Linked DNA regions of Capra hircus: region 1 is linked to region 2. The links are chromatin contacts, called in public Hi-C maps. All regions are on one chromosome and are shown on one strand. Each heading gives the region's core, a stretch centred on a gene start, on an enhancer-like site or on the middle of the called end of the contact. The rest is flanking DNA. Distances are from core to core; before and after follow the strand shown.

Evidence for each region. A called contact is a pair of places that touch in the nucleus more often than the background predicts.
Region 1: a contact with region 2 is called in a Hi-C map of blood, with 4 times the contacts expected there. The contact joins two enhancer-like sites. A contact is called at or near these places in 4 of 5 Hi-C or Micro-C datasets (blood and liver).

The regions. Positions count from the first base shown.
Region 1 is chr2:31,291,880-31,297,212 of ARS1.2, forward strand. All of the region lies in intron 4 of RPL37A (a long non-coding RNA gene), which reads right to left. Among named protein-coding and RNA genes, the nearest start is that of RPL37A, 14 kb to the right of the region's middle. Within about 2 kb of position 3,417, at least 1 of the 5 cell types and tissues checked has an H3K27ac peak or open chromatin away from gene starts, as enhancers often do.
Region 2 is chr2:31,145,938-31,151,736 of ARS1.2, forward strand. IGFBP2 (insulin like growth factor binding protein 2) reads right to left here. Exons shown (of 4, transcript NM_001314299.1): 4 at 3,599-3,879. The coding sequence ends at 3,715. Among named protein-coding and RNA genes, the nearest start is that of IGFBP2, 30 kb to the right of the region's middle. Within about 2 kb of position 3,689, at least 1 of the 5 cell types and tissues checked has an H3K27ac peak or open chromatin away from gene starts, as enhancers often do.

The DNA.
Region 1 (5,333 bases), core at 2,167-4,666, 150 kb after region 2:
ATTGTTAATGCCCAGCACTCAGAAAAGATGCTTGCAAATAAACAAGGCACGCCAGGAAGTCTGAACGTTTGCTTCTTAGAGAATGTCACACTTTGTCCCCAGTATCATTTCACAACTTCAACCAGTTGCATAACTCCTACCCCTCCTTAAGAAAGAAATTCCAGCCACATCAGTTTTCCCATAGTGAACTTTTCTGACACCCCCAGGCTGGATTAAGTGAACCTCGTTGCGGTTCCACAGATCCCAGACCAGACCAGCACTTACTTTATATTCCATTTGTCGACCTCACTGCTAGTCTTTCCCCCGCTAGCAAGGAGTTTGCTCTCTCCCTAAGGACAAGGGCTGTATTTCCTCCTCTTTTGCATTTCCACCATCTAGACCAGTGACCGGCACTAGATCAGCCATGATTAATGAAATGAACCATTCTGTTCAATGGAATAGGATGGGACAGGTGGATAAACACCTTGGGATGAAGAGAGACAAGACCCTCTGAGATGTTCTAGTACAAGGACCCTCTCCTCCCAGGATGAGCCACATGATGTATGTGGCTGGTTTTCAAGGAATGGAGATTTTGTTCTCATCCTTGGTTTAGGGATTTTGAGAAATTATTTCAAGGAATAGGGCATCAAGAGATGCTCCTTTTAATGCTGTGGACATGTCTCTTAGTTTTTCATACCAATTTTCACACCTTGAGGCAGGTGTTAAAATTAGCTCGTGTCAGAGGACCGTTCGCACAAAGATTGTGTTTGTTTCTGTAGGAAATCATCATACACTGTGCCACTCTTTACCCACACCTGATCATCTCCTATAAGGGGGTTCCCCACCCCCCCACACACATTGTGGAACTCCATATGGCCATGTGACTGACTCTGGCCAAGAACTGTGGGCAGAGGTGGTCAGACTCACCCCTAGAGGGAGGCTGCACTGTAAGAGCAGGTCCCAGAGCAAAGAAGATGATGACAGAAGCAGAGCACCAACTGACCCACAACAGACACAGAGTGTGGGCAAGAAGTGAACATGTTTTTGCCATAAGCACTGGCATTTAGGAGCTGTTGCTGCCATGTAACCTGGCCTTTCTTAGCTCGTATACAGATGCCCACACGCTCCCTTTTTTAATCAATGAAAATGTTCACACACAACTAGACTCATTTTGTGATTTTAAGAAATATAATTCTTTGTTTTTCCTTTCTGGCCATGTTGTACAGCTTACAGGATCTTAGTTCCCCAACCAGGGACTTAACTGGTGAGAATGCCAAGTCCCAACCATTGGACTGCCAGGAAGTCCCAGAAAATATATTTCTTAACATACACCTCTGCGGGTCTCAGTTCCCATGTCTGTAAAATAAGAGAAAGAATAATAATATAATATCAATTGTTAATTAAATGTTTATCATGCATCAAGGCTGTTCTTTGGAAAAGTATCCCATTTTATCCTTACAACAACCCAGTGAGGTAGGTGTTATCATCCTCGTTACACAAAGGAACAGAGGCCTAGAGAGGTTAGGAAACTTGCCTGAGGATATAAAATACTGTCTAGTTAATGATGGAATGCAAATAACCTGGCACCAGTCTGGTCTCCTGACTTCTGTGCTAAGTCTGTGGGTTCACCTCTAAGATCCAGTCTTTCTGGGACCCATGAAGGCTCTGTGACATTGCCATATGCTAACTGCCCTAGGTCTTCAATTTTGAAACCGAGACCCATTTCCACCACTGCCCTTCTCTTGTAGGTTTAAGACATCATTTGTGCCGTGCTTTGAACATCTTGGAAGGCAGCAGAGGCATGGGGGTGTGGGGTGCCCCGGTTTGCAGAGGATGCACCTCCCCCCGGGGGCAGGGTCCACTCCAGTTATTTTCCAAAGTCGCAGTCTTGCTGCATGAGAAATGTGCTGCCGCAGCAGAAAGTCTTCCCGCTCCTGCCAGGAGACTTTTATATATACATGGAAATGGCTCACTGGAGAAGTGGGGGTCGGGGAGGGGGGCTTCCCTTGGGGGAGTTGGGGACGAAGGGGTGTGGGCTCACCGTGTGGCTCTGGATTCAGGTTGCAGGGAATTTGGTTCATTTAATCCCAATAAACCTCACAACACGCACACCTCGAAGGCATGAGTGGAAGGCCAGCTCCTTTCATAGAAGGACACTGGTGGGAAAACACACAGACTTCCCGTATCTTGAGCCCAGTTAGACCCTGTAAGGAACCTGCATCCATCTCCCTTCTTCTGCGATTTTGAGAAGACATTTCCATTCTCTGTGGTCCTCCCTCCTGATGACCTGGTTCTAGAGGGTAATAAAAGCTCGAGTTCAATTGACCTGAAAAGAAACTGGTTCCTTCAGAGACACAGAAATACCAAACCAAGGGCCTCCAGAGTCTCTCAGCTTGAGGGCAGTAATGAAGCTCTCTCACATTAATCTGCACCCCGAACCACCCTGAGCTCCTTGCAAGGCTCTTGCAGATCCAATCCTGGGTTCTGGTCAGGGACGGAGCCCTGAATTAGACTCCTGGCTCTGTCGTCATGACTGCGGGCAAACCACTTCGCTTCTCTGAATCTGCACCTCCGTCTCTTTGAAATGATGCAGTTGGAGAAGACAAGCTCTAAGGATGCGATCATAGCAGTGTGAGTCTAGGATGGCCAAGAGATCTGTGTTTCTGGGACCATGCTGGCATAGCTGTCTTGCCTGACCATTAGCAAGAATAGCAACACTGGTTTACCCCCTCCCATACACTCTGTCTTTCCTAACAGTTATTGGAAGGCTAGAGACTCAATTTCTGTCCCTCTGTCTACCTTCCAGCCACATGTAACTCTCCTCCTGTCTCCACTAGCAGTGTGTACTGCCTGTGCAGTGGAGTACAGACAGATGCCACCAAATATCTGCCATGTCATCAGCCACTTTGTTTTGACCCTCAGCAGCTCTGGCAAAGGACATGATAGAATTACTGTTGGCATGTATATGAGTCTCACTCACCTGCCTTTCACCTCACCTGTTAGCTGAGTTCACGGATATTTGGTTTCCATTTTGGCATCTCTAAAAGAGTAGAGCTGAAGTACGAGAGGGACAACCTGGATTTTTTAAGGGCCCCAAACAATATGGTTTGAGTAATCCCTGTGTTTTTCTACAAGAAAGTGTTTCAACCGCTGATGGTCAGTAACATCAACAATTCCACCCCCTGCTCAGCCTCCTCTGATCACAACCCCAGTGGCCCCCTTCAGCTGCTCCTCACTACGCCTTCCTTTGGGCAACTAAGTGCTCACTCCCTTCCCTGCAGGGGAGCCTCCTGCGGTACTGCCCCCTACCCCCAGACGATCTTGGCCCTGACTCATTGGTGCTGACTCAAAGAAAAGAAAAGCAGACCCCTCAGGCAGCCGGAGGGTGGACCTGGGCCAGAGCCTGCAGGAGTGGGCGGGAGGGCCAGCAGAGGCGGGGAACCCATCAATCAGCCTGTCACCAGGTCTTTGCTGGGCCCCTCCCCCACTCCCAACCGGGCCTGGGTCGGCACAGCGGGGTCCCAGAAAAGGAAGGGGAGAAGACAGGCATCTTTATTTTGTAGCAATTATAGATGTGAAGATGGAGCTCATTCCTTTTGGGGGTCCTTCCCCCAGCGAGGCAACCCACCATCACTCACAGGAGGAACGTCTGAGCACTGCCAGGACAGGCCGCCACGGTGGAGCTGAGGGAAAGGGGCAGCCAGGGTAGAGTTCTGAAGCTGTATTTGCAGATTCAGACAAAAGACTGAGATAGTGTCAGCTGTTTATAAAAAAGAGAGAAGGCAAATGGAAATTATGAGGAGAGTTTAATGCCCCCAAATCCACTCCCTAGGTACCACCATTTCCTTTACCACCCTCCACATTCTTCTATAGGCTTGCTGGCTACAGGACAACCGGCTTCTATGAGTTAAAGCACTGTGCTTTTAAAATGTCCCTACTAAAACTATGCTACTCTAGGAGTGTCCTTTTAACCCTCTTAGTACCCAGGAATGCATTTGCAGAGAAGGAATACAGGCCTATAAAACATTCAGGGACACAGAAAAGTGACTTGAGGATGAAGAGGCCAAACTTTAGAAATCCAGAAAGAACGAGAATCCTGACTCAGCTGCTTCCCAGTGTGTAACTAAACTGGGGGTAGTGAGTCAGGTCCCGTGGGGCTTGGTCTCCCTATCTAGTGAAGAGGAGTAAAGCCGCAACCACACAGGGACTCGTGAGGGGAGGCACAAGGCTGCACTGCACAGGCACATCTGTCCGGGAAATGATACATGGCGCTGAGTGAAAAATGGGAAGAAATAAGCCCGTGGTGAAGGAGCACCAGAGAAGACGGCGCTTTCTCACTGTCTCCTCCTTCTGAGACCAGGCTTGATCAGCAACACTTACCAAGAGCTCCCTCTGCTGTCCATTCTTAGACTCACCTTCCTGCATCAAACACAATAAGCCCGCAGTCCTGAGTCCGAGGCTCAGGATGTACACGTAACCTAATTTAATCAGTGGAGTCCTGTTTGTACTTTATTAATATTACTTCTTGAAAACCTTTCCTTTCCATTCTGTTGTCCCCTCCCTAACTTTACGCCTTTGTCTCAGGCCTGTGTCGGCCCTCCCATCACCAAAATCCCTCATGGTGCATCACGCTCAGGAAACCTCAATCTTTTTATCTGTAAAAAGTAAGTTTTCTCTGAAGTTCAAGCCACTAAAATAACAGAGCTAAAGCTGGAAAAAAAAACTTCTAGGTCCCAAATTCATCCTTTTCCCACATTCCTATCTCTCTCTGAAGTGTGTGACCTTAGACATAACATTTAACTTTTCTAAGCTACTTTTACCTTGTCTGGAAAATGGAAGAAAGAACTGTATTAATCCCATGAGTCTGGTGAGAAGAGAAAGGGAGACAACGCAGGAGCAAAGGAGAGTCAACAACAGAGAGCGTGACCAATACTTGCTATGATCTTCAAGCACGAGGCAAGTTCAGTGCTTAGAGTGGAAATAAAACGTGAAAACAGATAAGACTGGAAAGGTAAACAGGAGTCAAGTCCAGAAGAGCATTGGAAAATATGGTCCCACAGTCACTTGGCGCAGGCTGCCTCGAGGATTACATGAGCTAACACAGGTCAACAATCAGGCTCACAGCAAGGTCACATGTTAGGTATTCTTGATAAAACTCTCCTGCTGCTAGTCACAACTTGAAAGCCGGGAAATTTACAAGCAGAATAGCTGTGAGTTGATGAGGAAGGAATAGTTGATAATTAAGGAATAGTGGTTTGGAAGGGAAGAAAGACTTCGAAAAAGAACATCAGGAAAAAGAAGTGAAGATCCAAATCAACCCTGTAACACTGGCCTTTGAATCTTAACAAATTACA
Region 2 (5,799 bases), core at 2,439-4,938:
CTGTAGCAAGAGTCACAGCAGAAGGGTGCTTACGCACCTGTAAAAATCCACCTCTTCAGAGGGTTTAGGGTACAAGGAAGCTGTGGGCAAGTGACATGAAAATGGGCAAAGGGACTGGCATCCTCAGGAGAACTCTGCAAAAAACATTGCAGAAAGGATCCAAGCAAGTTAGCAACCTTGGGGCACGTGAGCTATTGTGGGGGCTGGTGGGGGCTGGCGTGAGCACTGACCCCAGCAATGGCCCCATCCTAACCCCTGTCATTTGGTACTCATATAGCTTTCGGAGCACAACCACATCTGTTGTCTCACATTGATACCACGCTGTTGTCAACTGGGTGACATTAGGTATCAACCCTGTTGAGGCTGAAATCATCCCCATTAGACATCCCCATTAGGTGAGGAAAACTGAGGCTCATCCCCATTAGGTGAGAAAACTGAGGCTCAGAGAAGGTGAGTAATGTTCAGTTCAGCTCAGTTCAGTCACTCAGTCATGTCCGACTCTTTGCAACCCCATGAATTGCAGCACACCAGGCCTCCCTGTCCATCACCAATTCCTGGAGTTAACCCAAACTCTTGTTCATCGAGTCAGTGATGCCATCCAACCATCTCATCCTCTGTCGTCCCCTTCTCTTCTTGCCCCCAATCCCTCCCAGCATCAGAGTCTTTTCCAATGAGTCAACTCTTCGCATGAGGTGGCCAAAGTATTGGAGTTTCAGCTTTAGCATCAGTCCTTCCAAAGAACACCCAGGACTGATCTCCTTTAGAATGGATTGTTTGGATCTTCCTGCAGTCCAAGGGACTCTCAAGAGTCTTCTCCAACACCACAGTTCAAAAGCATCAATTCTTCAGCAGAGGAACCAGAGATCAAATTGCCAACATCTGCTGGATCATTGAAAAAGCAAGAGAGTTCCAGAAAAACATCTATTTCTGCTTTATTGACTATGTCAAAGCCTTTGACTGTGTGGATCACAATAAACTGTGGAAAATTCTGAGAGATGGGAATACCAGACCACCTGACCTGCCTCTTGAGAAACCTATATGCAGGTCAGGAAGCAACAGTTAGAACTGGACATGGAACAACAGACTGGTTCCAAATAGGAAAAGGAGTATGTCAAGGCTGTATATTGTCACCCTGCTTATTTAACTTACATGCAGAGTACATCATGAGAAATGCTGGGCTGGAAGAAACACACACTGGAATCAAGATTGCCGGGAGAAATATCAATAACCTCAGATATGCAGATGACACCACCCTTATGGCAGAAAGTGAAGAGGAACTGAAAAGCCTCTTGATCAAAGTGAAAGACGAGAGTGAAAAAGTTGGCTTAAAGCTCAACATTCAGAAAACGAAGATCATGGCATCCGGTCCCATCACTTCATGGGAAACAGATGGGGAAACAGTGGAAACAGTGTCAGACTTTCTTTTTGCGGGCTCCAAAATCACTGCAGATGGTGACTGCAGCCATGAAATTAAAAGACGCTTACTCCTTGGAGGGAAAGTTATGACCAACCTAGATAGCATATTGAAAAGCAGAGACATTACTTTGCCAACAAAAGTCCGTCTAGTCAAGGCCATGGTTTTTCCAGTGGTGATGTATGGATGTGAAAGTTGGACTGTGAAGAAAGCTGAGCGCCAAAGAATTGATGCTTTTGAACTGTGGTTGAGTAATGTAGCTCTGGGCAAACGAATAGTAAGTGGTGGGACAGAATTCAAACCCAGGTGTCTCAATTTCGGCTGGAATTAAGGCTAGAACCTTAATTACATTAATTAATTAAAACACCTTGCCTGTTTTTTGATGGCAGGGCACAGCCCCAGGATGAGAAATTTTTTAGTGCCTCAGTTGATTCAAATATTAGTCAAGCTGAAAACTGCCAGGGTAGCAGCCACCGGCTGCCGACGACAGCTGAGGGGATCAGAGGATGGGGGCGCACCCCTTGGGGAGGGGCTGGTGACCCACAGGGCACAGATCCAACCAGTGCCCAAAGCCCTCTAGACTCTCCAGGAGAACCTCCCTGCGTCCGCCCACAGAGGGCAGTATAACTCAGGGCTGAGCAGCAAACCCACCTAGGAGTCAGGGGACCCGGTCCCAGGCAGTGCAGGTTAGGCATCATCTGTGAAGTGAAGCTAACAATAGCACCTTATTTGTGGATTCCTGAGGACTAACTGAGCTTTAATGTACTTCCGGGGCAGTCAGCCATTCGCTGGTACAGCCCAGAGGCTCTGGCTGGGGATCTGCCTGCTTTGGGGGACCTGCTTTTTTTCTTCTCCAAGTGAAGCTCGTCTCACCCCCAGGCCTGGCCCCAGGTGTCCTTCTGCCTCTCCTTCCTGAGTTGCCAGGTGGCTGATCGGGAGGGTGGTGGCCCAGGCATGGCTGCCGCTGGTCCCCTCCTCCACATGGGAAGGGGTACGATGTCACAGAAGGGCGCTGCGGAAAGTAAGGCCGTGTGAACAGTGGGCCTGAAAGCACCGAGCACCACTTCCCCGCGGCCTCCTGCAAAGTGAAGTTGTTGTTTAGCCACTAAGTTGTGCCCAACTCTTTGAGATCCCATGGACTGCAGCCCGCCAGCCTCTTTGAGATCCCATGGACTGCAGCCCGCCAGGCTCCTCTGTCCATGGGATTCTCCAAGGCAAGAGCACTGGAGTGGGTTGCCGCTTCCTTTTCCAAGGGTTCTTCCCAACCCAGGGATCGAACCTGCATCACCTGCATTGGCAGGCAGTCTTTACCACTGAGCCACCAGGGAAGCCAGCCAAGTGGGGAGCCCCCTGGAATTGGCCGGGGCTGGAGACACCAACAGAACCAAGCGGGCAGAATTCTTCTTCAGAAACAGGGTCTGTGTCTGTGCCCTTTCCCTGGTCCCTCGGCTTCCGCCAAGAGATGCTTGCTATTCTGGAGCCAGACAGCTCCTTGGGCCCCTCAGCAAGCAGGTCTGAGACTCCAAGTCACAACAGACCCACTAACTTCCCTTCAGGGTGATTACATGTCTCTCGTGGGGTAACAGAGCTCTCCTTAATTTGGGGGGCCAGAGGACCCCAATTCCAATTTCTGGGATCCCTTTCTTCCTCTGCAGTGTCATCTCAATGTGAGATGGAAGAAGAGACACTGGGGTCCACCCCTCCTCCCCCAGAGCCCACCCAGGGGCAGGGGAGGTTGGCTAGACTCCTAGGGCTGTGCTGGGGGGCTCCACCTGGATTCATGACTTCCTCCGCCCCATCCATCTCCTTTCTGTTATGAACCTAAGGCTGGCCTGCCCAGCTTGCCCACGCAGTCAGGGCAAAGCTGGAGGGAAGGAAGCTGGCAAGCCTCAGAACCTCGTTTGGACCGGGGGCGGGGGAGCAAAGACTCAGGCAAAAGACACACAAGCTTTATTTTTCCTTCCTTTAATCTTAAGCAAAAGAGACACAGGGGTTCAAAAATAAAATTTCTTTTTTTCCCTCTCCCAAACATTTACCCCAGCTCCGCCACTGCAACCATCCCCTTCCTGCCCAGCAGGGCCTCGAGCAGGGAGGGTGCAGGCATCTCCAGCTGGGGAGGGGGAAGGTGGGGGTGGGGTGGGGTGTGCCGAGCTCGGTGCCGGTCTCTTTCCAAATATAAATACACATGTCAGAACTCCTGGAAGCTCCGCCCCGCCAGCCATCACGCATGCGCTCTGCATGCTGGGCCCGCTCCGGAGAGGGGTGGAGGTGGGGGGTGCCGGGCACCGGCTGGCTGTGGCTTACTGCATCCGCTGGGTGTGCACCCCTCGAGCCCCCTGCTGCTCGTTGTAGAAGAGATGACACTCGGGGTCCCCCCGGATGGTGGGGGCTCCCTGGATCAGCTTCCCGGTGTTGGGGTTCACACACCAGCACTCCCCACGCTGCCCGTTCAGAGACATCTTGCACTGAGGAGAGAGGAGGACATAAAGGACACCCCGATAAAAACGAGGGGGTCTCACTGACATGCAGACTCCTGTTCCAAGGTCTGGGTGTGCCTGCCAATTCCACACGGTCATTCAAGCTCCAGTGTGGCGCGTGATGCTGGCCCAGGAACTGCGCTCTGGTTATTAGCAAGGCTGCTGGGGGGGGGGCTTCAATAGAATGGCTTGGCCCCCACACGTGCGGAGGTCCCATCCAGCAGACGACCCAGTGTACGGGATGGATGGATGTACACTTGTAACGGGAGGTCAGGAATGCACTTAAGGGTAAAAGGTCCCGCTCTATGCTGGGCGTGGTGTAAGCAATCTCTATGCTGCTTGCTTACAGTTCCTATCTAACATACATTCATTTAATCCCCACAATCACCTTGCAGATTAGGTACCAATGTTTTACCACTTTATAGATGGCCAGAAGGCCAGTGTCACAGAGCTAGTGAGAGCCACAGCTGAACACCAACCCAGGCATTTCCCTTCCAGGGTGCCTGCTCTTACCCATCAGCCAATTCGTCTCGAAAATCCCATTTATCCATAAGATTCGGAAGAAAAGGTTGCTATTGCTTCTTTGGTGCTCCAAAGTAGCTGGCTTACATTTAGAGGGCAGGTGTGCGAACTAATAGCTTTTAACGGCAGACTGATATTTCAAGGGACAAGATGCCTCGGCTAAGAGGATGGGGAAGTGAGATCCCCTAGGGGGTCAGCAGAGCCCCATACCCCATCTTCTGGCTCCACACACCCACCTTTCCCTTCAGTGTTTTTATTTGGTTGTGCCAGGTCTCAGGTGCAGCCTGTGGGATCTAGTTCGCTGATCAGGGATTGAACCGGGACCCCCTGCACTGGGAGCACAGTATTAGCCACTGAACCACCAGGCGAGTTCCCACATAGCCGGCTTTTAAGTCAGCTCCAATACCCACTAGGATCCCCAGGGGAGCCTCTGAAAAGCCAGTGCCCAGAAAGCACCCCAAACTCACAGAATATGGATGTCTGGGGGTGGGGCCCAGGCATTCATACTGTTTAAAGCTCCCTAGAGAAGCCCGTTGTGCACTTGGGCTCAGATCCTCCACTGGAAAACAGAATGGCTGGTGGAGCCCCACACTCTCTCAATCCTGCCTTACGTGAAATGCACACGGCCCTTTTCTCCCTACACAAGGGATGAGCTTGAGGAAGTGGGCAGTGGGGTAGGTTAAAAGGACAACCCACCAAGATTAAACAACTGGTAACAATCACCACTATAAACTCTATGTGGTTAGGCCAATACACATAGATCATTAAAAGGCATATGAACAGAGTGGAAGCGGGGAGGAAAAAGAGTTCTTTTCTTTTAAAAACTTAAACTTTCTTAATTTTCTCTACTGTACTCATGTTGTTGTTAACTGTTTAGTCGCTAAGTCATGTCTGACCCTTTTGACCCCATAGGGCTCTACACCATCAGGCTTCTCTGTCCATGGGATTTCCCAGGCAAGAATACCGGAGTGGGTTGCCATTTCCTTCTCCCGGGGACTTTCCCAACCCAGGAATCGAACCCGAGTGTCCTGCGCTAGCAGGCAGATTCTTCACTGCTGAGCCTCTGATGGAAACCCTCTCCTATTACCTGTTTTAGTACTATTTCAAGTGGTGTTTCTCCATTCCTTGAGATACTGGAAAACCAGAGAGGCTACCTGGTTTTGAATGGTTCAAGTCAGTGATTCTGGAAGTGAGGTCCAGGGACCATCAGCATCCCTGAGAGCTGGTTAGACATGCAAACTCTCGGACCCCACTTAACCTTCTGAATGGCAATCTCTTACAGCCGGGTCCCCAGAATCACCAGCACGTGATTCTAATGCTCAGTAAAAGTCAAGAGGCACGGTTATGAGGCCCTATCTCTTCTCTAAGAGGCTCCCTCTCATGCTA